Regions from separate parts of the Mus musculus genome. Here regions 2, 3, 4, 5 and 6 are each linked to region 1. Evidence: chromatin contacts called from public HiChIP or PLAC-seq and promoter capture Hi-C data. All regions are on one chromosome and are shown on one strand. The core of a region is the stretch at or near the end of the contact, and the rest is flanking DNA. Distances in the headings are between cores, read along the strand shown. Region 1 holds the start of Mal (myelin and lymphocyte protein, T cell differentiation protein). Region 2 overlaps Anapc1 (anaphase promoting complex subunit 1). Region 3 overlaps Gm39928 (a long non-coding RNA gene). Region 4 overlaps Gm36154 (a long non-coding RNA gene). Region 5 holds the start of Morrbid (myeloid RNA regulator of BCL2L11 induced cell death). Region 6 overlaps Morrbid (myeloid RNA regulator of BCL2L11 induced cell death).

Region 1 (4,977 bases), core at 834-3,333:
GGTGTTCTCCAAGGAGCCAACAGCAGTTTCTCGAGACTAAGATTTTTTTCTCCCTTAAAAACCTCTGTGCCCCACCACACCTCAGGTGCAATCTTGCTCTCTTTTGATCAGACCTCTGTAAGTTCCTCTTTGTAAAATTTTGAGGAGCCGCCCATGACTTAGTCCCAGGTCCTGGATACCATCTGCTCATTTCTAGAAACCCAATAATGGGCAGACATAGGTTAAGAGATGACAAAGACAAGAATGCTCCTCCCCACCCCCTGGCACCCAGTAGGTGCTTTCTCATATGGGCCAGATGCCTGTGTCAACTACATTAAGTTGGCACTGTTCCAAGGTTTGCTTGGCAGTCCTGAGCCTAGAAGGAACTCTATGAGATTGGAAGGCTTGCTAAAGACCTGGATGACCTTGGCAAGTCCAACCCTGTTCTGGGCATTGGCTGTTCCTATTTGTAAGCTAGCGGTGTGCAGGGTTTCTTATGTTAATTCCATAGCCTGGGCCGTGATTGTGCCTGGGGTGTGAAATCACTTTAGAAATACCCACGTTTGGGTTCAACTCAATATTCATCTCAATTTCAGTGACATCCCCTTGATGATGGATCCTACTGTTCTTGGTGTCCACAGCCTCCTTTGCTAGCCATCCAGTTAGCTGGGATCCAGTTGTTAAAATCACCTACACTTTTTTTCTCCAAGTTATTACTCCACACAAAGACCTCTGCGTGGTGGGAGCACAGGAAATGTTGTCTCCACACCCACAGAATTGAACAAACACCCTCCTGTCCAGGTAAGTGCTAAAGGACCCTGGGGACTAGAAACTGAAGTAGCTCTGAAGCCTGGCTGGAGCTCACAATAGGAAAGTTTCTCGAAGCTAGTGGGTCGGTTCTACAGTGTAAGGCTAATAGAACCCAGCCCAGGCGCAGAGTCAGCCCAAGGTCAGCCAAGGCAGGCGACAAAATTCACCTGTCTTCCCTGACTCCTCCCTCCCCTCACACAGGGCTTGGGGACCGCGGCCCAGCAAAGCACAGCCACTGTTTTTCAAAATTGGCACAGAGGCATTTCCTTCCCAGAAACTTCAAAGGGCCTGAAAAAGGCTGGCTACTCTTGATCTCCAAATCTCTGTCGCCAGCATGGAAGGGTTCTTTAGCTGGGTTTGTTTACTCAGGAGGACTCTCAGTGGTACCTTGTAAGGAAGCTGCGCTCGGATAGGAGCTAAACTCTAGGAAGAGGTTTTTCTGCACCTGCCTGGGAAATCGGTCCGCTAATTTAGAAAGGAGCAGACCACGGAGAGATGGGGAAAACTTTCCCGATTTTAGTTCCCTCCTGTGACTGGGGACAGAGCTGCAGAGCTCCCCCCCCCCCCAACCCCTCCACCCCACCCCCAGCAACTCAACCCACCCGGTCCCTTTCCCAGAGCAGGGCGCGTTATCACTCACAAACTCACAAACGAAGAGCAAGTCAGGGAAGGTGGTGAAGACCGAGAAGCCACTGGGCAGGGTGCTGCCACCCGAAGCCGCTGCCGGAGCCATGCCTGCGAGCTGGCGTCGGCCTTGGGACTGGACACGCTCGCCTCCGGCTCCGCACTGACCACTCGCTCCCTCCGGAGAGCCCAGTGGCCGCGGCGCCCTCCCGCGCGGGTTAAAAGCTGAAAAGCCAGGGTCAGAGGAGGGCGGAGCTCCGGCCACCCGCCCCGCCCGGGTCTACTGCCCTAGAGGACAAGGCTGAATCGCCTCTGGCGCCGCCCTGAAACCCGACGGAGTGCTCTCTGAAGATCTGCAGGACTGGGTTGGGAATCTGTACGCTCCTGACCTAACCCTAGTTGCCACCTGCCTGAGGGCAGTGGATGGAGCGGCTCGCGCGCTGCACTTCCCTGTGTTGCGCGCCACGCAGGTGATCACTATTCATCAATAACCTATCGGAGACTTCCCCACTTTGACATCCATTCCCTTTAACTCTAGTCGTGTCTCCAGTCTTCCGCTGGGTGTGTTAATGTGCAGCCTTCACATCCAAGCTCCCGGAGGGCACATTTCGATCTCACCGGCAGGCTGGGGGTTCTAGGGGCAACAGCAAGGCTCGTCAGGGAAACTATATGCCAGCAGGAGGGAAGGAAGTGACTCTAAGGAGAACGAATCTGAGAGGCTGTCTGGCGGCGGCGGTGGTGATGGGACAAGTTGCATTCCTGGGGCAGATATTGCCAGGGGAGATTCCCTCAGTTCTGGAGATGGGGCAGTTCTCCCCCATCCCGTGTCCTTTGACTCTATGGACTGCTGAGTCGTTTCTGGGGATTTACTCTTCTTGTACCACAACTTTACGTTTTATTTTTGCCTTTATTTTTAAACAAGTATCACACTCCAGTAACTGCCATTTAAATCACACCAATCCTTTTTTTTTTTCTTTTTAAATTACATACGGTAAGGCTAAACTCTGTTCTAGCTGAAAGGGAAATGGCCTTTCTCAACCTCCAGCTCAGATTCTGAACTTGACCTCCACCTACCCCAGTTGCCACTACTGTTCAGGGTCTTGTGTGTATAGGGTCCCTCCCACTTTCCCTCTGCACAGCCTTATTCCATTCCCTACAAGAAGTACATTTCTGGGCATATTTTTCAAAAGCAAGACTCCATGCCCATGAATTTGCTGATGAGAGCAACCGCTTATGAGAAAGGACCAGAGGTTTGAAGTGGGAAGATGCTCTGTTCTATTGTGAGCCTCTCCACGCTGTCAGCTTTGGATACCTGTGAGTGCCTCCGCCAAATATCCAGCTCCCCAGGTCAAGGCCTCTAGATAAGATGAGCTGTGAGATCCTCAGGGCCCCTTCCCCTATTCCCTCACCCTGGGCAGCTTACAACTTGGTAGCCCTGCTGGATCCTGAGAGTGTCTCTTCCTTCTAAGGAGATATTTAGTGGAGGCAAACCCAAGCAAACTGGCCACAGAAAGCCACCACCAGCCGGATATAAGATGACCAACTAGCAAATCCAGTTGAAGTTGGTTAGCAATTTCTAAGGGCGTGCATACTAACTATAAAAGCCCACAAAGGTGCTGTTGACTCTACAATGTCTTTGCCTGGCTTTGAGTGTCCCTGGTTTTGCTTATTTCAAACCTTTGTGGCTAAGGCCTTAACATTTGGGCTAATGACTTAAGGGGAAAGTACTGGTGCACTCAGGAAGGCTTGGCAGTTCCAATTCCCACAGGATAAAGTGGGGGAGGCTCTAAGTCCAGAGGGAGGATTAGCTGGTCATCTTGGCCAACGTCAAGGAAATCTGCCTCCCCATCCCTGTCTTGGTGACCCTCCCATCTCACCTGGAACCCTTTGCTCGATGCTCACCTTCCTGACCATAGTTTACCCAAATCTATCTGTCATCTTCTTCCTCAGTGAGACTGCCCCAAGTGTTAGCCAAGGATTGAGAGTAAGGACCAGGGGGACTCAGCTTTGTCTGCGCCTAGCAACAAAGGAAGCATGAGAATGACTCCATCTGGATATAGAGCGCCCTGGCTGTGTAGACGGGTCTGGTTTCACTTTCAGCTGAGCATCCCCAGGCTACACTGGGCCACTTGCTAATGATCCAGATGGCTCATATTTATAAAAATCTAGGGTCATAGTTAGGGTTCTAGAAAGATATAGACAAGCCGGGCGTGGTGGCACACGCCTTTAATCCCAGCACTTGGGAGGCAGAGGCAGGCGGATTTCTGAGTTCGAGGCCATCCTGGTCTACAAAGTGAGTTCCAGGACAGCCAAGGATACACAGAGAAACCCTGTCTTAAAAGCCAAAAAAACAAACAAACAAAAATAAATAAAAAACAACAACAACAAAAAAGATATAGACGATGAGGAGCTCTAGTCAATAATCCACTACAGTGCCCTCAAGTCTTCCTAGAAGCACACGAGTGCCTAGGGTCTAAGGTGGGTCTGGGCCTTTTGTTAAACTGTATGGTAGCCTATGATATCTTTCTCCAAGGTAGGAACTGAGTCAGGAAAAAGTCACTTCCTCTCTCTCTCTCTCTCTCTCTCTCTCATGCAAAGGGCAGGAGAGAACGGGTTTAGGGAGAGAGACATGGTCAGAAAAGTATTTGTGGAGTAGGAACTGCCAACAAACAATAGCAGGTACAATTTGGTTTCGGGGTTTCAAGTAAGGTAACTACCAGTTTACTGATGGCTCAGAAGGGAAAGGCCCTTCTGAGTCTGCAGAGTAGTGTTCAGCATTCAACCAGACTGATGCTGTCCTGTAAAGCTTTAGGAACTTGTGATCAATGCTCCCAAAAGACCACCCCCAGTCTCCCAAATTCAGTCTTAGTGGTCATCTCAGACATGGCCCTGGGCACTTGTTCCTTGAGGCACCCCACCCACTAGTGGGGCTTTGGACCTTTCAATTTCCATCTTAGGAGCTCAAGGAAGTTGGTGGCGGGGGGGGGGGGCGGGGGGGAGAAGATGGGGTGGGGCATCGTGCTCACACGGATAGAGAAGCTTTTTGCAGGTCTGAAATTAGAGAGCTACCTTGGGTGAGCCCTTAACCCAAGGGACTTTATTTATCATCAGTTGCCCACAGCTACAGGTTTCACTGCATGGTGTGAAGGTTGAAGGCCCCTGCTGGGTGGATGGCTTAAGGGCTGTCCCAGCATCCTTGGCCTTGGAGATGAGGAGAGCTGGCAGGCATTATCATCCAGCATGACAGCAGACACTCAGCTTGGATGATATTTCTTAATATCCAGAGCTGTCTTATATACCATTACCCTACCACCCAGACTCACAGTGTGTGATAACGGGCCCAGGCTATATGGTGGGTAACTAGGCATCTTGGATCCAGAAGGCCCTTCTCTTACTGCTTCTGGGGATGCTGCAGAGTAGACGTTATGACTGGTTCTCAGAAGGCTATCTTTTGATGGACTCAGGGGGTGCTGTGTGCTCAGCTGCCTCCAAGGACAAAGGGCTCCACCCAATTTTTTTTTCTTTGCCTTGCTTCTTCTATGCCCATGTTTTCTAGTACCAGAA
Region 2 (4,977 bases), core at 1,408-3,907, 960 kb after region 1:
TTTCTTGCCTTATATGTTTAGTGTCATCTGTTAAAAACCAAGTTTTCCTCCTGACCCCAAGCTCCCAAATAAGAACCTGCATGCAACCATCTTCTTTCTGTGGATTTGCTCCTCCCCAGCCTAGAATCCTTACTGCCTATCAGATGTCCCACCTTCTATTTCCTGCTTCAGCTTCAGGCAAATCAGCTTTTAACTGACAGGTACTGCATCCATACAGTACACAGGAGCTTTTCTCTATACACACATGCACCCAAACACCAGAGAATCACTGGCATACCAAAGTAATGACATTGCTAAAGTCCAACTTTAGCAATATAATGAGTTTATTGGGGTCACTTGTAGGAATAGGGGTTTGTGTTGTTCCAGGAGCAGGAACGACTCAAAAAGCAGCTCTATCACCAAAGCCCACATCATCATGGGTAACAACTCTACACAACTTGCAGGCTGCTTGACTAGTCAGGGAATCTCCTCTCCCAGGCAGCCAGGCCTTCTCTGGGGAGCTCTGCTGGTAAGTCAATCTGTCCCATTCTGTCCTGTTCCCATACAGTTCCATTTCTACAACCTTGGGAAAGCACTTTGTGACTCTTAAGCTTCAGCTTCCTAAGACACGTGATGCTTATTTAGTGTCTTGGGGCTCCCCTCCCCTTCTTCCTGGAAGGATGTTTCAAGCAGAAGAAAATTACCATGTAACACTAGCTGCTGGCTTCTGTCCTTGTTTTAGGTACCCACCCTCCACCTATGAGGTGACCATGACACCATGACCCAACATGTCTTGAGTTCTTAAAACACGTGGTCTGCAGCCTCACAAGGCAGAGACTTGAGACATCATTAGCTACAGAGAAAAGCTAGCAGCTCAGCTAAACATTGGAGTATAAAAGAACAGGAATTAAGATCTGGCAGGTGCTTATAAATCTTACTAAATTTATTATGAAGTTCCTGTTTTAAAATTCTGATATGTTTCAAGAAAAAAAAAAGTCTTAAAAGTACACTCCAAAATATTCTAAAGGAAAAAGATTGCAGTATTAAAAGTTTACCAAAGAAGTGTTTTTAGCTAAAAAGACAAAAGCTTAAACAAGATGCTCTATATAATGTGACCAATAGTGATGACTAAGTCAATGGGAGAAACATCAAGAAAACACACAAAAGCCCATGTGATTGCAAAGGTGCTTGGCTGCTTTCAACATGTTCAGAAGCTCTGCCAACGCTAAGACCTTCCAGTTCACATTGAGTTGTTTCTGATTCTCTTGGACTCAGAATCCATGCAGGCAGCAGCAGACCAGAGCAGGGTTGGGTGTAGCAGATAGGGTAGAGTCCAGAATGTTGAGAACTATGATGGAGTAGTGTAGATGAAGTTTGGCATCTGAGCTCAGTTTTCCTTCACTCCCACGTTAGACCAAGAGAGAGAAGGACAGACGTCAGTACCCTTTGGGGAAAGAATCTGAGCACACCGCTCCATTGTCTGTCTGCTGGACAGTACCTACACTCAAAGCAGCTGCCCCTTGTGTCTCCATTCCACATGTATCAGAGGTGAAGCAACGTCCTGGGCAATCAGCCTTCCCTTGTAGTCACAAGTGCCACTTTTGATACTAGAACACTTCAGGTGTTTCTCGGGCTCTTCCCTTGACGTGGTTCCCAGGAGGCTGGCTGCTGTGCATGGTAAGACTGGTTCCCACAGCATGGTTTGGAGACTAGTAAATAGTTTATCTGAAGATCCTAACATGGTTGACTCAAGAGCACTAGAATCTCTTCTTGGTGTCCGTCCAGCGGACAAAAAGGCCCATCAATGCTGTTTCCACTGAATTCAGTCCTCTCTTTCAAGTCCTCCCATGGCAGCCATTAACAATTGAGAGTGAAAAATAACTTGGACAGTGGGTTCAATATTGATACAAATTGAATGTTCATCACCAACTGCCATTTAATTGCAATCCCTAATCTAAAAGTGAAGGAAAGCACATTTTGCCCTCAAGGTCAGCCACAAATTACCTTGCTGCAGGCAGGCAGGCAGGCAGATGGACATTACCAAATCCCAACGCAGCAATTTCTATTGGCTTTTTCAGAAACAAGCGGGAAGTTAACGAGTAGGCATTCTGCAGTTCCTACTTGTTTACAGTCACACTGGTCTGAGAGAAAGCTGTGAGCACAGGTTGAAATGGAGTGAAAGGAGTGTTGTTCCTGTTACATGGGGCATCATGAGCTGTCCTGAAACTCAGAATGCAAAAGCACTTTCCAGACCTTTAGTTCAGATAGACTGATTTCCGTATTTCTTAACACTCCTCTGTGGCGGTAATTCTGTATTTTCAGTATTTTGAGCAGGTGTCATGCACAGCCTGCACAGGCTGCAAACACCAAGTACCACAGACAAGCATCAGGAGTTTATCGCTTAATACTTCTAGGTGCTAAAGCTCAAGACTGTCTGACTGGTTCCTCACAAGGGAATCTTCTTAGTTTGTGAGCAGTTGTGCTATGAGTTCTCACATGGTACAGAGAGAAAATCATCTCTTTTTCCTCTTCTGAGCAGGACATCGATTCTACCAAATAGACTCCCCCTTAGAGTGCCCTTTAACCTCGATTACCTCCAAAGAGCTGCAGCCTACACAGCTGCACCAAGGTCAGGGCTTGGGCACAGTCCAGTACTCCATGCTGAGCAATTCTTCATTCAGTAGAAAACTGCTGGCAGTAACGCTGTCTGTCATCCATCCACCACGGGAAGCACAGACTCATTGTAGAGAAGATAACTGTTACGTAACAGACAACACACAAACGCTCCCGGAGAGCACAAAGTCCATTTTCACAATGTGGCTTTTTAAGCCTTGCACTTCTGAGTACAGAACCTGAACCACTAAAGTTATAAGGCTTAAAAACTCAGCCTGTCCATCTATTCTCTGAAGTCCAAAGCAATCAATAGTTTTGAAAACAAACCAAAAATCTTTATTTACAAAATGTGAGTTTTAACTGATGTTTTATACATCATATGACACGTGGACAGCACCAGCGTTATCTGTCTTATTTTCAACATGAATTTTAAGCACAGTGAGGCGTATGCAACTGAGTTCCATTGGTTACAAAACAGAAATGCTGCCTTCACTTTGCTGCCATCAGGATTCTGTGCCGCAGTCATTTCTAGGGTGGGTTTCCCTCGGCAGAGGTGGTCACATGACCATCGGCTGTGGGTTCCCAAGCAGCACAGGAGCCAGTCTTAGCAAAGCCCGGACGGGCATCTTCAGGTGTCGGAACCTGTAGAGGAGTTCAGCAAAGCTTGTGCTCCCTAAAGAGACAGAGATGCAGAAGGTGACATCACTACACAGCCGCAGCCACACAGCCCTCCCAAGCTCTGCACACCACACCTGAGCCAGAAAGCCTTCCTTCTACACAAAAGCACCCCAGTGGCAAACCTTGAATTTTTAATTTCCTAAAACAATTAAAGAATTTAAATGTATCCATTCTGTACTTTAGAAATTAACCACTGTGAAAACTTATCTGTGTACATTAAATTCAATTAACTTCAATTACTATAAGTGATTTTGAAAACTGATTTTAATACTTGATTTTTGATCTGTGAGTTCAATCTTTTACAAACAAACAACCTCAACAGACTAAAGACTGAGAGTTAATCTACTGTCTCTTGTTCTTGGTCCCACAGTTTACAAATACTCACTGGAGTGAGGCCTGGATATCTGGGATTTTAGACAATACCCAAGCGATTGTCTACCGAGATCTAGACCCACAGGCACATCGCCAAAGAGTCTCTCAAGCTTCCTCCTCCTTTCCTCCCCACCCCACAGTCCCAGCAGCACGGGTTATACACCTTCCTGTTTCTCTGCACGTGGGCTGCTGCTTTTGTTTTACTTTTTCTTTTTCTCATTCTGCAGTGTTTACTTTCTTATTTGATTAAGAACAGGGTGGGGAGCAAAGAAAGAAAATAGAGGGGGTAAAAGGTAGATAAGAATCTTGCCCCACCAGAAGCCAGGGAGAGACAGCTATTTGGTTTGCAGCAAAGTACGAATGGCAAAGTGTGAACAAGTAGGGATGCAGGAGCACCGTGAGGCAGCACAAATCTAAGCAGCTTAGGCCAGGGGCTGCACTAGCATGGCAGCGTGTGGGCCTGGAGACAGTAGCTGCTGTTACTGTTGTTTATTGTTGTTATTTTTTCCTGAGACAGGGTCCTGTGTGGGCCAAGACCAGCTCCCACCTCACTCTGTAGCCAGAGATGGCCTTGAACTTCTTCCCCTCCAAGGAATTTGATTTCCAAATGCTTAAATTATAGGTGTGGACTACTATGCCCTGGGGAGTGGGTGGGGCTGTTTTTATTGTATGCCACATATTGAATTTCACCTACTTTTCATTGCTGGGTACTTCCATGTTCTTTAGCTACTGGGCTTAGATCTGGGTAGAGTTAGATTTCAACAAAACATGCCTGCAGTTACGATCATAGATCACAACTTATGTTGATCCTTTGAGATTTATAAGATGTGACCACAACATGGTATAGTCCAGAGGTAATTTACTTCCTATGACTGAGGCCATACCCTCCTAAATTCTACTAGGAATTCTTCTAAGAAGCGGTGGGATAGGCACTAGTAAACAACTGGCAAGTTATCTTCTAGTACACTTGTAAGCTTCCCTCCAGGGAATTCCTTTATATGCAACCTTTTGGCCATTAACTTCTAAACCCAGAAACTCCCCTGGTACTTACTGCATAGCCCGCTCCTCTCTGACACATCTTGCAAACTCTGGCTTCCTTGGTCTCTCTATACCCTCACGTCTCTCCCACAAGTCAAGGAGTCTTCCTGGCAATACATGGGTTCCCTTTCCCTACCATAGTCAAGAAACTCCCAAACAATCCAACCAGAAAAGGTAACAGCAAACCTATAACTGCTATCTTATGCATTTGCCTAACCTTTGTATTTGTTTCCATGGGAAAGGCCACAAAATATAAGCAATTCCTCATGGCCATAACTAAGTACATTTTTTCCTGAG
Region 3 (4,977 bases), core at 1,146-3,645, 890 kb after region 1:
CAAGAGGATCAGAAGGTCAAGGTCGTTCTTGGCTACTTAGGGAGCTCAAGGTCAACAGTTTTTAACCTAAAAAGTAAGGAGAACCAGGTACAGTGACGCACACCTATAATCCCGAGACATGGGAGGCTGGCAGGAAAATCAGGGGTCTGAAGCCAGAACTTCATAGCAACACCCCATCTCAGAAACGAGAGAACAAAGCTAGATCTGAAGGCACAAAGTCACAATCCCGGCCCCTTGGGAGGCTGGAGCAGGGGGACTCAGGCCCAAGGGTTTAGTCTGGGCTATAAGTTCCACACCAGCCTGGGCAGTTTAAATAAGAGTGTCATCTTGAGGGGGAACTGATATTAGGATGTAAAGTGAATTAATTAATTAATTTTAAAAGAATGTCATCTGGTATATATTAACATACACACACACACGTGTGTGTGTGTGTGTGTGTATGTGTGTACACAAATGAATAAACACATAAATAACTGAATAAATAATAAAGATGAATTAGAATATTAGGTCCATCTCAAGGGTAGAGCACTTGCTAGGATTAGCCTGTATAAATGGTCCTGGGCTCTAGTACCAAAGAATGTTAAAGGAAGCACTGTGCTCCTTCTGGGTGCTAGAGTACTGCAGGTAGGGAACAAAGCGCACCTGTAGCTCTGCCCTTCTCCTTGCTCTGTGACCTCTGTGGGACCTGCTGCCCCTCTCCCTGGGAGCATGGTCTATAACATTCCTCTCTAATAATGCCTGCATCAGAGTCTTGCAGCTCCTACTCCCCCCCACCCCCACCCCCACCTCGCCCCCAGTAGTGCGTCTGTGAGACACTAGATATTTGAAATTTCCTGCAGCAGAGAAGGAGCCCTATGTGCCAGAGCCCCTCAAGCCTTCGTGATTGACCTGGTGGCAGGGTCCAGAGTAGGTTATGCTGTAAGCAGTCACTGTATTAGTTACTTTTTCGTTTTGCTTTTATGTGTTTTTTTTTTCAAGACAGGATTTCTCTATGTAGCCCTGGCTGTCCTTGGAACTTGCTCTGTAGACCAGAACAGGCTGGTCTCAAACTTAGAGATCTGCCTGCCTCTGCCTCGTGAGTTTTGGGATGAAAGGCATGGGCCACCACTCCCAGCTTTAGTTACTTTTCTTATTGCTATGACCTAATGCAGGACAAGAAGCAACTTGAAAGTAGGAGGGTTTCTCTTGGCTTACAGTCTAAGAGTCAGGATAGTCCATCTTGGCAAGGAAGGCCCGGCAGCGGGAGAGTAAGGCATCTTGCCGCACTGTGCATGAAGGAACCAGATGACAGATCTGAGGTGAGGCCTGGCTATAAAAACTTAAGACCGTTTCTCTAACGACCCACTTCCTCTAGCAAGGCTCTATCCACTAAAAGTTTTGTAATCCTTCAAAACAGCTCCACCAGCTGGGCACAAGTGCTCAAACACACCATCCTTAAACCATAACACTCGCTTGTGGTATTCTAACCCATCTATGGTCCGACTACAGACTAAAGCCCCAGGCCCACAGGTAAACTAGGCCCACAGGTGAGAACGGTGGTGAAAGAGCCAGCTTTAATCCCCAGTTTTGCTTCTGCTCTGTTTCACTAGCAAACGGCAACCACTCGGAGACCTGCAGCGAAGGGCCCAAGCTGGTGTGTCCTTTCCCTTTCCCTTCTGTAGAGTGCAGAGAAGCCTCACCTTTTGTTTTAAGGAAACCCTGAAAAATCCCACTTCAGGCCTGAGCAGCAAAGGAGGCCGGAGGCCCCTGCACCTCAGAAGACAGTGGTTCTAGTCAGTCTGTTATTGTTAGTCACAAGAGTGTCTGCATCTGGTAATAACAGCTGTCCAGTGTCTGGAGGCCCAACAAGGTGGAAAGAATCCCAATGCAGAGCTTAAACATATACTCTATATCTAAGGAGCAACAGAATTTGAGGTGAGAGATGTTGGCTTCTATACAGAAGCAGAGCCAAGATTTGAGCACACACACACACTTCCGAGGCAGGGATTTGCTTCCATGGGGCTGAGAGGGTCCAGAGGACTGGCTCAGTAAGGTGAGTAACTCAAATAAATGATCTGATACCTCCACTCCAAGCTAACTTGAGCACCACAGAAGCCTGGCTCGTTATCGGTGCCCAGGGATGCCCACTGCTTATCTACGATTCACATTGGCACTGTAAGTGACTTGCTGGGTCTCATGTTCAGTGTATCTCCTCTCTACCAGACTGGGGCAGCCCCGGGACTACAGGGGGCAGGCAGTGCTCTTTCAGACACCCAAACATCTGTTGTTCTTGCTAAGTAAAAACAAGTGACTAGTCACAGCAAAACCATGAAAGAAAACCACAAGTGACCTAAGGATTTCTGACTCACCCTTCAACCTGGGTACTTTGTGACATTCCAACCAGAGCTCTCAGCCACCTGCAGCTGAGCTGAGAACTGCAGTCCCTTTGTCTCCCTGGCTCAGGGTAATTACCCTGCCCCCAGATGGCTTTTGCCTTCAGAACAAAATAAAGAAAAACCACCTCCCCCCACTAAGCCCAAGTGACTAAGAAAAGCTGGCAGGGACCCTCCCTCAGACCATAATTGTGGGAACCTCTTGCAAAACAATTTTAGTTGCCAGATAAACTGTGTCTTTTCCCAGCAGCCAAGTGCCACACCTTAGAGACTGGGTGAGAGATTTCTTTTGAGATATCACTGAGCAGATGTGAAGAACTGGGCCTCCTCTGTCCACTAGGGAGCGCTGTGTAGAGATGCATCCTGAGAGGCCTGAACAGCCTACATGCTGTGTGTGTGTGCAGGGCACCAAAGTGTTCTAGCTAGCAGGGTTCTGTGCTCAGGCTTGGAATTAGCAGCCTCCTGATGGGAGAGGGTTCATACTGGGTGCCAGTCAAGACCCTTTCTCTGTGGGATGGGCAACTGTGACAAGGCCATCTGTCTAAGAGGATACAGGAGCCGGACAAACACCACCTTCACGTTAGAAACAGTGCCACAGTGAGTTGTCGTGTTCTGTAACACCTAGCTCAGGCCTTTGGGGATCACACCTGACAAAACTGGAGCCAGACCTCAAGCCAAGTGCAGCTTCCAAAAATTGTATTGCATGGTTCTCTGAACACAGAAAACTTCCTTTTCCTCAACACTGCCCAATATAGATGGCCTATAAGGAACTAGGGATACGGTCAGTCTCCTCACAGCAGGGGGAAGGGCAGGAAACAAGCACAGAAAGCCTCCCCTCCATCACCTGAGCTGCTAGGCTCCTCGGTTCAGCTGCCTACAAGTGTCAGGCTGCCAACAGACGGTCTCTGCTCCCTGCACACCAACTGCTGGGTGCAATAAGCACCTCACTGCTAAAGCAGTAAGGAGTTAGCGATGCAGAGAAGATGCGCGGGCAGGGTTATGAAGGGATTGCCTAGGCAGCTCCACGGAGAAGAGCAGCCTGCACCATGATCAGGGACTGTGCATCAAGGAACCTTACTGGTTGAGAACAGTATCTTTAAGGAGGTCACCTACACAGAGAGTCTCCCTTCTGGCTAATGGTCTCTCAAAACATGACCACGCCACCTTAGGTGTGGCTGGTTCTCCCAGCTCATTTTTGTAAAATGTTTATTTATTTTTATATGTAGGGGTGTTTTAACTGTATGCATGTCTGTGTACCACATGCATGCAGTGTCTTCAGAGGCCAGAAGAGGGTGTAAGAAACTCTGCGACTGGAGTTACTGATGGTTGTGAGTTGTCATATGGGTGCTGGGAACAGAACCCAGGCCGTCTGGAAGAACAGCCAGTGCTCTTAGCCACTGAGTCATCTCTCCAGCCCCTCTTGGCCCGTTTTTTGTAGATGAGGAATTATATATAACAGACCCCAGGGCATCAGACCCTACAGCCCTTTTCTCTATCCTGCCTGCTACTAGCCTGCTGCAGAACAAATTACGTCTCTTTCTTGAAGAGACTGGTGCTGCCAGGGTTTGGAGAGTCTAGTGTTTTACCCTCCACCTCAGGGTGGTCCTGGGCCACAGGCATCTCAGAAGAAAGGCCATCATAGGGTCATATTGGGGACCCAAAACTTCCTTGATCAGTTCATTCAGGTACCACGAACACTGGCCTGGTGTATCCCACCTGAAACCATCATGTCTTCATTAAAGTGTTTTATGCCAATAACTCTCTTTATGGATTTAAAAAAATAAGTAAGCTTTACATTTGAGACTCACAGCATTCTGCAGCACTCAAAACCATCCCCCACAACTCTGAACTCAGCAGTTAGCAAAGGGTGGGGGAGTCTGAACCTGCAGAAAAGAGAAAAATCATTGAAGTAGCCAACAATCCTTGTCCGGACACCCTGGGGACAGCCTTCCTCAGAGTCTGTGTACTGAGAATTAGGTGCAAAGTGACAATTTTGACATTTCTCAGAGGGAACGTCCAGCCTGGGCCCGGGTGTACCCAAGGACCTGCTAGCTGTAGACACTGTACAGAGAGAAGCCAGAAGTGACTGTGGCTAATGTCGAGGGGCTCTGCACATCCCCTGACCACCACTGACCACACTTGAGTGACTTATATGACTTTTACCTAATGCATTGCATCTCTGTAAACTGGATGCTCTGATGGTGAAAATAATAAAGATTTAAATAAAAATGTTAAGAAACCAAGGAGTGTGGAAGGTTCTAGAAAGAGCTCCTTCCCGGGTATCATATTATTATCACTTCCTCAGGGTAACTCCTGGAACATTCATTCACTGCATTCTTCCTTTTCTGGCCTTGAAGAACAAGTCCAGTCCTGACCTCTTTCCTCACGTCGAGGGATGTGAACGGGGAGGGGACTCTCCTTACTTCCACAAGTCCTGAGCTGAGGCTGCCTTCTGCCTTTGGGGGAAACACTCTGCAGCAGAATTTGGCAGCGAGAGTGAGGAGCCTGAAAGGAGTTTACGTTCTTCCACCTGGCAGTGGCCCTCTCTGGAAAACCGCTGGAAGGAATAAGTCAGAAACTTGGCCCCGTCTTCCAAAGAGGGCTC
Region 4 (4,977 bases), core at 13-2,512, 790 kb after region 1:
GAAGTGAGAATGTTCCCACGACTGCAGTGAATGAACACGGTTGACCTCGGGACCCAACACTGCAATGACATTTTACAATCTCACAGTTTCTCTCCCTCGGAGAGTGTAAATTTCCATCTCTGCAGCTAAAACCCACCTAGAGAACTTGGGGGTAAGAGCAAATCCATTCGTTTTATGTGAGTAGCTACAGCAGAGTAGAAAAAAGTATTCCAAGTGGGACCAGCTGGTGTGGGGCACCAGTCTCTGTCCTGTCAATAGTGTTCTTCATGGTCCCCAGCTCGCCCCGCTCCTCCCATCTGGACCCTCTAACTGTGAGTTATTGTGTGTTGCGGTGGGGATAAGAGGGTTAGTTCATGGAGGACCCACTGAGGCCTCAGAGGCATGTAAAATGTGACAAGCAAGGCCGTGGCATACATAATCGATCATGAACAAGCCCAGAGACGAGAGGGATTCCTTCCTGCCAAGATCCTTGGCCTTGGCAGAATTTGTGTGTGTGAACCCAGAGGCAGATCCCAGAATTCTGTCCAGGCCTTTAAAGCTTTCAAAGATTTGGCACCGATGTGACAAAACAACACAGAGAACAGAGTGGCTTCTACTCTAAAGTCTGCAGTAAAAGAGGTTTGGCAGTTAAAGGAGGAGGTGAGGTTTTAGTATGAGGCTTGTAGAGCTGTCAGTCACCGGATGAGTTCAGCAGCGGAGGAGAGTCAGACACAATGCTTAAGCAGTGAGCAACTCAAGGGCCCCAGAGAAGGCTTTGAAATGAGATGGCAAGACCTTGGGTCAAGCCTTCAGACTCAAAACATTTAGAGCTGGTTGTAACTTTAATTTAATTTAATTAAAAAAATTTTTTTTTTCTAGCCTTATTTTTAATGATGGTTCCTAAACACCTCAAGTGAGCTCCTCGGCAGCCATCACTGGCCACCAGTGAGAAAAACCCTAGGCCCAGATCTGGAGCCCACACAGCATCTTGGCAATACATTCTGCCCCATGTATAGGTGGGCCTGTAATACTTGTTCAAGTTCAGAAACTACGTAGGGGAGGATCTAAGAAAAGATCCTCAGTTTGTGGGAACTCAGGGCTGAGTTCTTCCTTCCACACCAGACCCTTCCAGCCTTTGAACATGGCAGTTGAACTCAGGACAAAGGTGGCGGGAGGGGCTCAGTCATCTATTCTTCATTTTCTAAGAACTTGGTATATCTGAGTTTGGAGAAGGAACACTTACCAGGGAAGTTGTGAAATTGAGGGAAATTACAAAATGCTCAGAGGCGGTTCCGGCCTCAGCCCAGATCTGTAAAAGCTTTAGAACCCTCAGATTCCGGAACTGGTCAGAGAGATGAGCAGGTGGCTAGTGGAGGCCACGCCATCCTTGGCCTGATCCTGTCTCTCTGGATAACAGGCCACAAAGCTGCCTCTGTGCACTTAATGTCTTTCTGGCTTGGTTTTCTAAGAGTAAAATCAACCCCACTGTACCCAGCACAGGAAGCCCCTGAGGACTGTCATTTCTCCTTCCTACACCTGGCAAAATGTGAATAAATTCCCCCAGCCCCCACCCCCATCCATTCTCTAAGCCGAAGATACAATCAGTCATTTGAACTTCCACACACAAGTTTGGACATCTCAGCGGAGATTTGCTTTCAAATCCATGCAGAAGAACACATGATGTCGGGAGGGGGCGGGAGGACCTGTTGCCCAAAATGTAGCATGCCATCTTCATGATATGGAATCACAGTCAAAACTGTGCAGCCCAGTGAGATGGTTCAGTGGGTAAGAGCACCCGACTGCTCTTCCGAAGGTCCCGAGTTCAAATCCAAGCAACCACATGGTGGCTCACAACCATCTGTAATGAGATCTGACTCCTTCTTCTGGAGTGTCTGAAGACAGCTACAGTGTCCTTACATATAATAAGTAAATAAATCTTAAAAAAAAAACTGTGCAGCCCAGGCCCCCTATAGCGTGCTGTGGCCTTGGGTCCACTTGTTGGGGATGAGAAGTGTTGTGGGGAAGGCTGCAGAGAAGCAGGCCAGGTTATCCATCTCTTCTTTTGCTCCCTTGCGGAAAGCAGAGGCCTCAAGAGAGGTTAAGATTAGAGGAACCAGTATTTCTGCAAGGGCAGCCTAGAGCAACCTTGATGGATTGTTCTACATGCATGAATCCACTGCTAAGCTAAGGTGTACTTGTGTGGATGTGGGTGTCTCTCCAGGTGATGTGTTTGTTCATATAGAAATGATACATATACAGTTCTATCAGGGTAGCTGTCTGTTTAGGAAAGATGGCTCCTCATTGTACAAAGAGGTTCTGCTGCAGAGTTCTTTTATAAAGATAGACCCCCAGCTCCTGTGATAACTACATTGTTCCACTTACCTACAAAACGAATTCCAAACAGTTGCCAACAACATCATGAACAGGCAGCCAGGTCTACCCAGATGGTCCTGTCCAGTCTGCCCTTGGGCCAAATAGAGTGTCTTAGTGAATGCTGGGAATTGATTAGTAGCCTGCCTTCAACTCCAGGGGTCATCTGCACTCACAGCACTAAGAGAGGCGGGTTGAGTGTCTTTTGTCTTATTCTCGGCTCTCTTGTTCTCCTGATCCAGGAGATAGAGCCGACCCTTGTCAGTCTAGAGTCACCTGAGGCCTGCAAGCAGACAAGGCCAGTGCTCCTCTTACACAACGTCATGGTTGCAAATGCAGGTAAATACTGGAATTGAGTACAGGTTGGATCTCAGCTTTAAATATTCTGCCAAGGTACCCTGTTTGGCCCATGGGCAGGGTGGACAGGGCCATCTTGTCCACAGAGAATTCTTCAGAGACCTATGGGCTCAGTCACACATATGACCAGACCCAGGGAGCTTCCCCTAATCTTCAAGCTACTGAGATACACATAGACTGTGATTCTCTCCAGAGAAGAGCTTGGTAGAGAGAATGATGAAGCATCCAACCAGGCATGAACCTACCAATTGTAGATACCATGCCAAACTAATGTAAAAACAAAACAAAATGAATCCCTCGTCACTTGCCGCAGTTCAGAGACCTGGCCCTGGGGTCATGAGACTGGGTGAGCTGGCCCTGTCCCTCACCAGCTGCAGGACTTGGGAGAGCGGGCCCTGCATCTCCCTTGGGCAACATGGTAGAGCTGGCCATGGTGGAGGGGATGGAGATAAGCCAGAGGGTGAGAGCACAGAAGAGCTGGCCCTTCATTTGTCTGCCCTGAGGTGGTGTGGGTTCAAGGGTGATGCCCACCCCAAGTCACCCCTCACCACCTGAGTTAGCACCGAGGACATGAGAGTGGGAGAGCTACCCTTGCCCCTATAATGGCTGTAGCCATTGACTATATATATTGACTGGGCAACACATTGGATCTGACCCGGATGGAAAAGGCACAGGCAAGCCAGCCCCAAGGGTGTGAGAGCAGGAGAGCTGGTCCAGCCTCTTGCAGCACTTGGAGAAGAGGGCCCTGTGCCTTGAGAGTAGAGCTGGCCCTGGAGGCATAGGTGCAAGTGAGCCAGTAGGAAGGCATGAGATGAGAAATGCTGACCCTGCCTCCTGCCGATGGCTGTGTTAGGCTGCCTAGTTTGGGCAGTGCTGAAGACCTTGCCCTAGTGGTGTGGATAAAAGAGATGGCAGACTGACCAGTTCAGTGCCCGACCACCCAGGCCCAGATCCAGGACTCTGCAAATGGTTGGAACACATGAAAGGGCCAGTCCTGCTGATACAGATCTCCATGACACAAGACAACAACAGGATAACCAGGAGGAGTCCCAATGAGGATCCAATATTGATGGTGTCACAGAAGCCAAAGATCTCGAACCAGAGCAATGACTCGTTGTAACGAACATTTACAAGTGAAGACGTGTGGCAGAGGGATATCCTGTGGGACACACTGTGACATAATGCAGCTTCCATGATCAGATGTTTTCTGTGCTTTTTGTTATTGTTGTTGGTTGTTTGACAACTGGCTCTAAACCAGTGGTTCTCAACCTTCCTGATGCTGTGACCCTTTAATGCGGTTCTTCGTGTATGGTGACCCCCAGCCATAACATTATTTTTGTTGTTACTTCGTAACTGAACTATAAATATCTGTGTTTCCCAATGGTCTTAGGTGACCCCTTTCTCAGGGGTCACGACCCACAGGTCGAGAATCACATTCTAAAGCATCCGATAATGAAACTCTTCTACTTGGGTGGCTTGAGATAACAACCCTCAGTTTCTCAAATGCTGGTGGCCTTCAAACCTTCCCATATCTCAGCCAAATGTATGGTCTGATTCGATGAGTCTGTGCTGTGCTCTGGGATTCTGATGTTTCAGAAGGCTCCTGGGGGTACCACCACTGCTGGTCCAAGGACCACAGTTTGAAGCTGGTATTTAGGACAATTTACTTGGGAATAATAAAGTTAGCAGGGTCAGCCTCTGATCCAAGCCTAGGGCAGACAGAGAAATTGTGATATCAGAGACTCCCTGCTCAGATTCCTGAGACTGTCAAGGTCTAAGCACCCAGATGTGTGTGTGTGTGTGTTCACACCTGAGGGAATCTATGCCATGCTGCTAACACTGCGCTGCATAGAAAGATAAATGTCACACAATCTCCCTTACACGTGAAAGCCAAAACACCGATCTCATAGAGATTGAGAGTCAAGTATCTAAAGTTACCAGGAGGAATGGAAGAGATAGAGGGGTGGAGGGGAATCCTTGATCCCAGGATTCGATTGCATAGCATGAGTGACTTCTAGTGTTAGAGTACGGTTGCTATGGTTGACAGTGTTATAGTACAGTTGCTATGGTTGACAGTGTTACAGTATGGTTGCTATGGTTGACAGTGTTACAGTATGGTTGCTATGGTTGACAGTGTTACAGTATGGTTGCTATGGTTGACAGCATTTAACTGTATGTTTTAAAATCACAGGTAGAAAAGATTTTTGAGGTTCCTGAAGAAATAAATGACAAATGACAAATGCTTGAAGTGATAGATACGCTAATTATCCT
Region 5 (4,977 bases), core at 1,601-4,100, 770 kb after region 1:
TCCCAAGGTTCACAGTCATAAGAGTCTCACTCTTCCTCCACAGTGAGGAAGGCAGGACACCAGGCAGGACCTTCAAGCTCTCACAGCACTTCCACCAGAAGCAGACAGAGTTTGTGCTGTGGAGACCTCTGCACAAAATGTCTCAGGGCAGATATCCCATGATGATGAAGACAAGAGGAGACAGGGCCACAAGTCCCAGGTTAGTCCCAGGTTGAGCCTACCATGACAGCAGGATTCTGGGCAACTTCCACTGTCATCAAGTCTGAAGCACTTTCTGTTTGTCACAGTGCTAGGTTACAAAGGTAACCGTGTACATCTTTCCCTGGGTCCTGGTAGTCTGAACTCAGGTCCTGCTGCTTGCACGTCACGCTCTTTACTTACCATGGAGCCACCCCCTCAATGCACAAACTGTGGTTTCGGGCACCCGTTTTCACACTTGTCCTTAGTCTTTTTCCTGCCTTGTTCAATAACTCTCTTCTAATTACTTAAGAGACCCGTCAGTCCATCCCTGCTATTTCTTATGGTAAGAGGCCATTGGCTGTCAGAATCCACATGACTGCCTGACCTCTATATGACGGATCAAAATCAATGCCTAAAACAAAACACAACACCACCAAGCCATAATCCAGCAATCCTCACATGAGGTTTGAAGACACAAAACCCAGCGATAGGCTCACTGCTGTGACCTGCATATATGTGACGACATGGGAACCCATGTAAGTGTGCTCAGCCCACAGACATACTGTGCCACAATTCTTGATCCCATGACGTGGCATTTCTCTGGTTACTTGGACAGCTTACTTACCAAGAGCACCAAACCAACTAGGAATGATGGGCTCTCTCTATTGGCTACCTCTGGCTTGTCAATCACTTTCTGTAAAAGTCCTGTGGCCAACTACAAACATGCAAACTATGTGCCTTCAGAGGACTGGAAACTAAGTGGACCAGGGAGAGGTAAGATACTGGAGTCCTGCCTCCATCCAGGCCCTTTCCTGAATTCCTGGCAGGTGCTAACTCCTTGGGCCCCTTGCGCGGGGGTAGATGAACAATGATCTAGAAGTCCAAGGTCTCCAGAAGTGGGTCAGCAGGACCTGGGGCCCACTGGCCTCCCTTCTAATCCAATCTTAATCTTGCTATCCAAGTTTTGTGGCTTCAGGGTGTGGCCCCAGAGAGCTGGGACCCACCCACAGTTATCTAAACACAGATAAACAATCTTCAGGCAGAGCCACAGAACTAGCCAGGAAAAGATTCAAACCCTGTGTTGACCTGTGAAGCCTTTGGCGACTCCTTGGGTTCCGTGTATAGAACTGCTCTAGGATAGGAATTCTTCTCAAAGGTATTTGGAGGCTTTCTTTCTCTGAAGCTTGCACTCTGATTTATTTAAGCCAAGTTAGTGCCTGCCTCTTGTGGAAGCCAGCTTCAAAATTCATGTCTCACCCGATTCTCCCAATCATAAGGGTGTGAACTATTTCAAAGGGTGGGGTGCGACTGCGGCTCTAGACTACCCTGGTCCTTCCTGCACCCCAGAGTTCGTTTAACAAACTCTGTGCTCGGTCAGGGGCAGGACCCAAAATGATTGTCATCAGCCCAGGCATGCTGAAGAAGCCGAACACAGTATTCCTGACAAGGAGACAGCCAAGAGACCTCTCAGGTACATTCCAGGAGAAAGCTGAACGTGTGTGACTATCCTCTTCACAGAGGGCCAGGCAATGCTGATATCATGCAAAGACCCGAGCCGGCAAACTCCTGTTACGCTCAGAGTGAATGGAGCTGCTCTCAGGGCTCATTCAGTTAGGTTGCTGACTCATTCTTAACCCGGGAAGCCCCACACGCCCCAGTGAGTTGCTCAGAACAGGCTCCTGTCTTCCCTGCAGCCTGCTATGCAGCTTTTTAAGCAAATGACCGCTTTTTAGATTTGCTTTAAAAGTGGCACAGCAGTTACTGTAACTGTTTATTTGACAGTAAAGATGTTTGTAAGAATAGCAGTAACTCAGCCCACTCCCTTCCCCCATCTTCCACCATGCCCTTCCTGGTCCCTAGCCTGTGGCTTTTCTTTCTGCTTTTGAACACATTTTCCACCTGGAGCGTTAAAGGGAAGCACGGGATGTAGCGTGTTCAGAGAAAAGACAAAATTCTGCCTCGCTGCCATACTTCTTGCCCTGAAGCTGGACAGCTCAGGCCTGGCTGCCTGAGTCAGAGACCAGAAGCTGCCCCCGGGGTTGGCTCTTCCTTCTGCTTCTTAGGAGCGGAAACTAGTTCAACCTCAGTGCCCAGTTAACACAAACTCACCCACCTCCGTCTCTGACCTTCACTTTAGCTTCTAGCTAGGAATCCGTGGTGGCTTCCTTCCCAGGCAAGCCTCACGCTCTCCTCTGAGACAGCATAACACACAGCCACCATCCACAAGGCACAGCTCAGAAACTTCCTCCAAGAGTCCCGCAACAGACACAACAGGTGGGCTGGAGGCAGAGGGAGCCACTTTTCTGACCTCACAAAACCTTCAAAGTCTGGGAGAAGCAGTGTCTACCCCAGAACACAGCAGCTGTCACAGCTCAGAGGTGCACGGAAAACATCTTTGACTGAGAGTACTCACCAGGGAGAAGCTGATAGACGGGTCCGCCTGCCTTCCCAGCCACTGTGCTGTGAAGATCCCAAGATATGCGCAGCTTGCCTGGAAAGTCACTTTGAAACTTAGAAAGCAGACACTGCAAAGTCACCCAGTCCCCTCATTCTCAGAGATGTCCACATGATTAGGAAAAAAAAAAAAAAAGACAAGAAAAGAAAAAAAAAAACTGCAAAGCAGACACCTCAGTCTTCATTGTCACTGGAACCAGATGACTCGTGCTGACTCAGAGCCACCACTTCCTCTCCCGACATTCTCTTCATACTTTGTGAGCCCGCCTGGTCTGGTTCCCAGGGTCTCTACCACCCTTCCGGAAAGAGCAGCTTCCCAGACCTTGGGTGTGGAAGCCCCAGGCTTGTAGCCAGTGATCACCCTCATCAGGGAGGAGACGCTTTGGTTAGGAGACTTGGGGGTAACTGAAAATAAAAGGCAGAGATCTCACATGCACACGGGTGCTGTAACACGCTGGCCGTCCACAGAAGAGGGAAGAACCCATTTTTGCTATTTCCTTAAGGCATCTGAGTTTGCTTGGCCCTGATATCCCCTATTTCAGTCCATGATTTTTTTTTTTCTGCACAGAGTTTTGATCTAAAATCATTATATCTATTCTGAGCTGGCTGTTAGCATGTGTGACTTAGTCTTGCTAGGCTAAATCACATGAATAAAAGAACCAAGGAGTAAAAAACAAAGTTATGGTTCTCTAACTTTGAAAGAATCCTGAACGTTTCCATGCAAGAACCAAGAGCCCGCCTCTATGTCTGAGTTTTCTTTTGAATGATGCAGAGGGCGGGGCTGTCTTCCGCAGCTTCAAGCTTTTTTGAACTATGAGAAGTACTCCAGAGAAAGCGGAACCCATGTACCACTGAGCAGCCTCTGGTGAGGCCAGGTAGGGTTGCTGTGATTGTTGATATCTTTGCCCACCCCTCCCTGCCCCCAAAAGTCAGCACTGTCCAAAAAAAAAAAAAAAAAAAAAAAAAAAAAGCAGAGGTTTCACTTTTGAAACGTACATTTCAGTATATCAGAGAATCTTAACACAGCATACGTAAGAGCAGATATGTGTGCCAGAGAGTCTCTTAAACAGGTTAGGGAAAAGCTAACAGTATAGGCAGGGAGGAGAGAGAATTTGGGGGTACAGGGGCAAGGGAAGAAACTCATCCATTCATAGGTCAAGACCCCTCTGAGGGTCAAATGACCCTTTCCCAGGGGACAACCAAGACCATTGGAAATCACAGATATTTATATTATAATTCATAACAGTAGCAAAACTCCAGTTATGAAGTAGCAATGGAAATAATCTCCAGTTGGGGCTCCCCACAACATGAGGAGCTTATTAAAGGAGTAGCAGGGCTAGGAAGGTTGAGAATGTTCAGTCCTAAGGAGACGGAGGATTTGGCCTTGGCAACAGCTTGCAAGTACATTGTCCTCTAAAGCCTCCAAACACCAGTCCAGCTCCTCCAGGACATCGTGTTGTTTGAGCAGGCTATCTAGCACAGTCTGCCCAGACTTCCGAGAACAGCAAAATATATGAGGGGAGGGCTTTTCAATACAAACCATAACTGGTTATCATTAAAAGACCGATATACTTGGCCCATTTGCAAAATCCAGACAATGGTAGTTCCTTCCTCTGTATGAAAATGAAAAGCTAACTCCAGGGTCTGTAACTGTGGTGAGTGTCTCTGTTCTCTTATACCACTGAGCAGGTCAAAGCTGGCCTCTGACAATGTGTGTGGTTTGCTGTTGAAAGTTTTCCTACCAGTATAGTATTTGAGTCACGGGCCACAACCAAAAGTCTAGGCTCAAAGAGACGACTTGCACACTAAAGAGGTAACCTCTTGTTAAAATTCAGAGCCTATGAATAAAATGCACGACCACAAACGGTTATTTAACAATGCGGACAGTAGTGAAGACAATGGCAGCGTACTGAGAGCAAAGGACAGGAAGTGTGGAGTTCAGTCATTCACAGACTCAACAAATGTGGTCCAGATGCCAGGCTCTGATGCTGAGCCTTGGGAAACAGCAGGGGGTGGGGTCGGGAGGGAAGGTCCCCTGTGCTCAGGAAGCTTGTATTCTCAAGGGATAGGACAGAAAATAAGCACACAGGACGAACTCGAGATCATGATGTGGTCAGTGTGAAAAATTGCTAATAAAGTCAAAGCCATTGAGATGAGTGGGCTGCTGAGACAGGCCTGGGGCTGGGGAAGGAGGCAAGGAAGGGGCTGGGCTGCTGTGCCTGCTGGAATAAGATAGCATGAGACAGGCTGGATTATATGAGAGTGGAGGGGTCTGATTGGAATTTTCCAAGGATAACACTTGCTAAAAGCAGAGCACATGGGAGTCTGGTCACCTCCACTTTG
Region 6 (4,977 bases), core at 941-3,440, 740 kb after region 1:
CAAACAGTGCTTCCTGTCAGGAACAATGTGAATTGTTGGTCACAGGGACACCAGCTTGTGTGGAGCTGAATATAATTAGTGTCTATTCCACTGACATGGGCTTTACAAAAATACTGGCTCTGGCTCTAGAATGTACTATCTCATAGGGGAGTGGAAGCCGGGGTGGAGACTGAAGGGCTGTCCTAGAAATGGCATAGGAAATAGTTTTCTCAGGTCAGAGGTGGGTGTGGACTTTGTTTCATGGTGTTTTAGCTCTCTAGCTAATAAAGACCACTTATAGACACCTCGAGGAGGGACTGGGGATTTAGCTCAGAGACACAGTGCTTCCCTGGCGAGTACAAAGCCCTCGACTCAGCCTCCAACATTGTAAAAAAGAAAAGATTACGTTGGTAATTCTCATTTATGTATTTCTCTTAGTAAAATGGCACGCTTAACACATACATACATACCACACATACACACCCAACACACACCCCTAACACCCAACACACATATACCACACATACACACACACACACACACACACACAAGAGAATAATAGACATAAGAAGGAGGGGTGGCTGATGGCCCAGGCCTGTAGCTCAGCTAGTCAGCAGGCTTTGATAGGTCATAGGTGGAAAGCCAGCCTGGGCTGCTGAGTGAGACTCTGAAACTCTTTAAGAAGGGTATAGCTCAGTGGTAGAGGGCCTCCTAGCCTAGTATGCAAGAGGCTTAGGACTCAAACCTCAGAACCTAAATAAAAACTTTTAAAAAGATACAAATAAAAATGTTAAGTCACAGGTCAGATTCTACCTAGTTCAAAGTTCACATAAAGCCACCCAGTCTACAAGACATGTTTTTCATGTCCTCCTGAAAGAGCCGCAGTTTCGCTGTAGACAAGAGAGCGTTACTACAAATACAACTTCATCAGCGAGGAAAGGCTCCTGGCTTGATGGCATTGTGGTGTCTCAGGCTGGAGCAAACAACCAAAACAACAAGTTTTGTCCCGCAGACAACAACAGTACAGAAATGTCTAGATTAAAGGTTGGGATCCTAGGCTGATCTAATCCCAGCAAGAAGAAACAGCCCACCTAGGGACAGGTGAAGTGGATGCAAAGAACCCCACACTGACCACCCTCTGAGCTAGAGAGTGATTTTTTTTTTTTTTTTTTTTTTTTTTTTTGCTGTCCTAGAACTAAATTTGTAGACTAGGTTGGCTTTGAACTCACAGAGATCAATTTGTCTTTACCTCCTGAGTTCTGGAATTAAAGGCATTTACCACCACACCTGGCTTTTTTCTTTTATTATTAAAAAATTAAACTTTATTTCTAAAAAAAAAAAAAAAAAGTGGGGAAAAAAAACCACACATCTTAGTTAACCAGACCCACAGTGTATACAACATGTGTATAGTCAGAGTAGCCATTCTGAATGGAAGTTTTGGTAAATTCTTACAAATCACATCTAGCTAATATTTTATTACACGGTGATTCAAACACCCAATTTCCACAGATGTGTGTGCATTGTTTAAACTGTGCTAATGGTCACAGCACTCTGAGCACTTTAACCACATCTCTGTGTGTCCTTCAGTGTCCTGTTTCCATTCACGTTGCTGCGCAATGGACAGCAGCACCTTTCTCTAGGACATTTTTGTCTTTTCAAACTGAAGCTGGCCCCATTACACTCCCTCCCCCACCTCCTCCCTTCCAGCCCCGCCGATCTCGATCTCCAGCTTCCACTCTTTGTCTATGAAGTAATCTACGCTTGGTGTCTCAGAATTGTGATCCCACTTTTTTTTTTTTTGAACATTAACAAATACCCTGAACACCCTAAGCACAGGAGAGGGTGACAGTTTATTGGCTACCCTGTCCCGCAATAAGTAAATCCCCGTTCACCACGGCCCTCTCCAGGTCTGCTGGCAGGAGTGATGCTTTTACAATCTAAAAACCAAAAGGTGATTTTTTTTTTTTTCTTTTTCTAATTGCACGAAGCACAGGAGCAAGAACACTACCAAGAAACCTCAGGGACACACTACATCTTGGGTTTGGTAAGTGACACACTTTTAAATCTGATACTTTAAAACTCATTTCAGAAGTCAAATAACCCAGCCCGCCACCTCCGACCCACCCCCCACGCCCTGTGAATTCTCTAGACTCTGTCACCTCGAAGGAGGGAGGGTGTAGGGGGTTGGGGGGAAGCTATTCGAAACAACAGGAAGTTTCTGTGGATCCTGACATTGGCCCCTGGTGACTGAGAGCCTAAATCAGTGAGTCATTCCCCCAAGACATAAGAAGCCGCGAGGACAAGTGAAGTCGATTGTTTAGTATTTCAAAATAAATAGAAGAACTGACAAAAACGGGGGGGAGGGTGGGGGGCTTTGTTGATAGGAAAGGCAAGATGCTTTTTAAAAACCCATCTGTAAGTGACAAGAAAGGCAAGTCAGATTTATTTTGTATTATGAGGGTCCTTACTTATTTTTTTTTTCAATGTTACTCCACAAGAGGTATTACAGGGCCACAGGAAAAATAGTTTCTAGGCAGCCAAATAGTAATTAATAATATCACAGGTAAGTTTGTGTGAGATATAAACTTTATGAGCTATTGAACACTGCTTCTGCATCATAAAGCCCACAGAGTCGGTAAGTCCGTGCAGTTCGGACAGGAAGTGAGTCCACACCGTGTTGCTCTTGGATCTGAAAAGTTCTGATGTTGGGCCAATGCTACAGCTTGTCTGAGGAAATAATACAAAAACCAGAGCCACAGAGGCCACGGAGTCAGATTTAGGTAAATGTCAACTCGTCTTAATTTCTGAACTGTCTCTCTTATTGGGTCACTAGTGACTTGGTGTCCAAAACCAAACCAAAACACCAAAAAGCTGAGGTTGGCTAACAAAATTCTCTTTCAGAAGCCTCAAATGACCTGTCGTCATGCATAGCTGTGCAGGGTAAAATATACAGAATAGAAATACATAAGAACATAAAAAGGGGCAGTAGCTAATATTTCTTCCTAGGAACAAGATGAAAGCAAGCTCAGAGAATCAGACTCTGCATTTGACAGTTAAGCTGGAAATCCAACAGCTAAGTCCCACAGGCACACCACCAAAGACCTCTTGTCACCCTTCTTATAAATAAGAACAAAAGCTGGACCCTCCGCAAAGGCAGTCAGGTGACCCGTGAGCCAGCAGCCGTCCCCACCAGGCTTCATGTCCATACTGTGGGACTCTGAAATCAACAAGTCACCAGACCACACACCAAGCAGGGCCTGCTCATTTCCCCGAGGGAAAATAACTATGTTTAAAATGAAAGTATGACCAACCCTGGCCTCAAGGCTGCTCAAACGATCTTGAGGAAGTTTCAAACACACCGAATTAGCAATCTGTCTGTCTTCAATTACAGAAGTACTAAAAGCCAAAATTAGCCGATTATGCTCAATGCACCCGAGTTTAAAAATGACCCCGCGAGCTTCTGCCATAGAAATCCCTACATTGTCACTGCACGATAAAAAGAGCCCTGGGACACTCACTCTTGTCCAACCACATTGCAGGTGGCAGAGTCCTTAAGGACGGTGACCTCCACAGGACCTTGCAGAGGGTATTTTATTTCTCTCTCTCTCTCTCTCTCTCTCTCTCTCTCTCTCTCTCACACACACACACACACACACACACCACGACTATATATTGTAGCTAAACTCAAGGCAGCCATGTACCAAACTCACATGACTGTGAAAGCCACCACCCCAGAGAAAGATGACTTAAAGCAGGCCCACGGGAGGGTAGAGTGACTGAGATGGACAGCCCCTGGCCCCCGGGGGTGAGCATCACACTTTCTAATGAACATAACTGAAATTGCCATTAAAGAGGATATCTGCATATCTTCTCCGCAACCCTGTGGTTTCGGAGTCCTGTGGTTGCAGGGATCTGCAAGAACCCCTGATAACTGGAGAATCAATGTCCCTGACACAGAAGCAGCAGAGTATGTAGAATTAATTTGGCTTTGGGATTTAATTCAAATAACTTAGGCCTAGAATAGAAGACAGGCAGCTGGACGTTTTGCTTTCTGGAACATTCCATGTAGTGGGACCTGACTTAGGTGGGTGAAGTTCTTGACCCTGAACAGAAAATAAAATGCTAAAAATAGTTCTGAGAATACTGCCTGTCTTCATAGCCAACCCTAGAATGTAGAATGTGCTACGTGTCTGTGAAATGGAGCCAGAGACTCTAAGAACAATGACCCCATGCCGGGTCCTCAAAGAAATACGCTGGAGCCTAGGACACAGGGTTTCTTTTCATCTCTGTCATAAAATGTAAGCACAAACTTCACTGTGAAACCCTTACCCCTGAGACCTTCCTCAGAACCTAGGAGAAAAATCCCTTACTCAGAATCCAGGTCTTCCCCAAGAGGGTGAACCCAGAGAAGCCTTTTCTAGGGGTATGGCCGATTGAGAGCCCAAGGTGTCTCCAACGGTCTTTTTCCCACCTTGTTTTTCTGATCTTGCTGTTCTTGTGAGACAGGGTCTCATAAGGTTATATAGCCCAGGCCGGCCTGGGACTCCCTGAGAGCCCAGGCTGGCCTTTCTACCCCAGCCCCGCAAGTGCTTGACATTAGAGATCTCTGTTATCATGCTTGGCTGCCTGGCTTCTCTCCCACTTTTTGACATAAACAACAGCAATATTTTACTGAACCAAACAGAGCTCAAGCCAGCCAGACCTCTGGCATTCCGTTTCCTCCCGTCAGCCTCACAGCCCTGTAGAAGTGTCTATAGTAGTCTTCCAGTTTTGTCATTGGGTTCCACTTAGCAACCCACACAAAAACTAAGAAGCCAGGAGAGGGATAGGTAAGACAGTGTGTGGGCTTCATTGATAGGCTCATGGAACTTCGAAGTTCAAATGAGGCCCCAGGGGAATGGTTCAGGGACATCAGTGTTGTGGGTGCCCTGCCTCTGGCAGGGACTGGCATCTGTCCAGACTGTAGCTCCTGTGTGCTCGGCTCTCATTTCCAGCAAC

The links. Promoter capture Hi-C pulls out the DNA fragments that hold promoters and counts their contacts. HiChIP or PLAC-seq counts read pairs in DNA pulled down with a chosen protein or histone mark.
Region 2: a contact with region 1 is called in a promoter capture Hi-C map of liver, with 2.9 times the contacts expected there. The contact joins the enhancer-like site here to the promoter of Mal in region 1. A contact is called at or near these places in 7 of 39 promoter capture datasets (the 3T3-L1 cell line, cranial neural crest, frontonasal cranial neural crest and 4 more) and 1 of 484 Hi-C or Micro-C datasets (bone marrow-derived macrophages).
Region 3: a promoter capture Hi-C map of frontonasal cranial neural crest shows a contact between it and region 1, with 4 times the contacts expected there. The contact joins the enhancer-like site here to the promoter of Mal in region 1. A contact is called at or near these places in 8 of 39 promoter capture datasets (the C10 cell line, HPC-7-derived erythroid cells, cranial neural crest and 5 more), 1 of 115 datasets of contacts at active chromatin or transcription factors (pancreatic cancer cells) and 1 of 9 other capture datasets (liver).
Region 4: a promoter capture Hi-C map of hematopoietic stem and progenitor cells shows a contact between it and region 1, with 4 times the contacts expected there. The contact joins the enhancer-like site here to the promoter of Mal in region 1. A contact is called at or near these places in 7 of 39 promoter capture datasets (the C10 cell line, the HPC-7 cell line, frontonasal cranial neural crest and 4 more).
Region 5: a contact with region 1 is called in a promoter capture Hi-C map of the C10 cell line, with 2.9 times the contacts expected there. The contact joins the promoter of Morrbid here to the promoter of Mal in region 1. A contact is called at or near these places in 5 of 39 promoter capture datasets (the C10 cell line, frontonasal cranial neural crest, hippocampal neurons and 1 more) and 1 of 115 datasets of contacts at active chromatin or transcription factors (pancreatic cancer cells).
Region 6: a FOXA1 HiChIP or PLAC-seq map of pancreatic cancer cells shows a contact between it and region 1. The contact joins the enhancer-like site here to the promoter of Mal in region 1. A contact is called at or near these places in 5 of 39 promoter capture datasets (embryonic stem cells, hippocampal neurons, liver and 1 more) and 3 of 115 datasets of contacts at active chromatin or transcription factors (bone marrow-derived macrophages, large pre-B cells and pancreatic cancer cells).

Annotation. Positions count from the first base shown.
Region 1 is chr2:127,654,612-127,659,588 of GRCm38.p6, forward strand. It overlaps Mal (myelin and lymphocyte protein, T cell differentiation protein), which reads right to left and starts at 2,084. Exons shown (of 4, transcript NM_010762.5): 1 at 1,430-2,084. The coding sequence starts at 1,522.
Region 2 is chr2:128,609,799-128,614,775 of GRCm38.p6, forward strand. It overlaps Anapc1 (anaphase promoting complex subunit 1), which reads right to left. Exons shown (of 48, transcript NM_008569.2): 48 at 285-3,265. The coding sequence ends at 3,150. Among named protein-coding and RNA genes, the nearest start is that of Gm39929, 6.9 kb to the left of the region's middle. Within about 2 kb of position 2,658, at least 14 of the 459 cell types and tissues checked have an H3K27ac peak or open chromatin away from gene starts, as enhancers often do. A contact at or near this core is called in liver, where this site is marked.
Region 3 is chr2:128,542,341-128,547,317 of GRCm38.p6, forward strand. All of the region lies in intron 1 of Gm39928 (a long non-coding RNA gene), which reads right to left. Among named protein-coding and RNA genes, the nearest start is that of Gm39928, 4.9 kb to the right of the region's middle. Within about 2 kb of position 2,396, at least 140 of the 459 cell types and tissues checked have an H3K27ac peak or open chromatin away from gene starts, as enhancers often do. A contact at or near this core is called in pancreatic cancer cells, where this site is marked.
Region 4 is chr2:128,444,354-128,449,330 of GRCm38.p6, forward strand. The region is part of intron 1 of Gm36154 (a long non-coding RNA gene); the gene reads right to left. The region is part of intron 3 of Gm29010 (a long non-coding RNA gene); the gene reads left to right. Among named protein-coding and RNA genes, the nearest start is that of Gm29010, 13 kb to the left of the region's middle. Within about 2 kb of position 1,263, at least 53 of the 459 cell types and tissues checked have an H3K27ac peak or open chromatin away from gene starts, as enhancers often do. A contact at or near this core is called in hematopoietic stem and progenitor cells, where this site is marked.
Region 5 is chr2:128,426,501-128,431,477 of GRCm38.p6, forward strand. Morrbid (myeloid RNA regulator of BCL2L11 induced cell death) reads right to left here and starts at 2,851. Exons shown (of 3, transcript NR_028589.1): 1 at 2,594-2,851. It overlaps Gm36154 (a long non-coding RNA gene), which reads right to left. Exons shown (of 3, transcript XR_374969.3): 3 at 4,297-4,977.
Region 6 is chr2:128,390,376-128,395,352 of GRCm38.p6, forward strand. All of the region lies in intron 1 of Morrbid (myeloid RNA regulator of BCL2L11 induced cell death), which reads right to left. Among named protein-coding and RNA genes, the nearest start is that of Gm14010, 30 kb to the right of the region's middle. Within about 2 kb of position 2,191, at least 57 of the 459 cell types and tissues checked have an H3K27ac peak or open chromatin away from gene starts, as enhancers often do. A contact at or near this core is called in bone marrow-derived macrophages and pancreatic cancer cells, where this site is marked.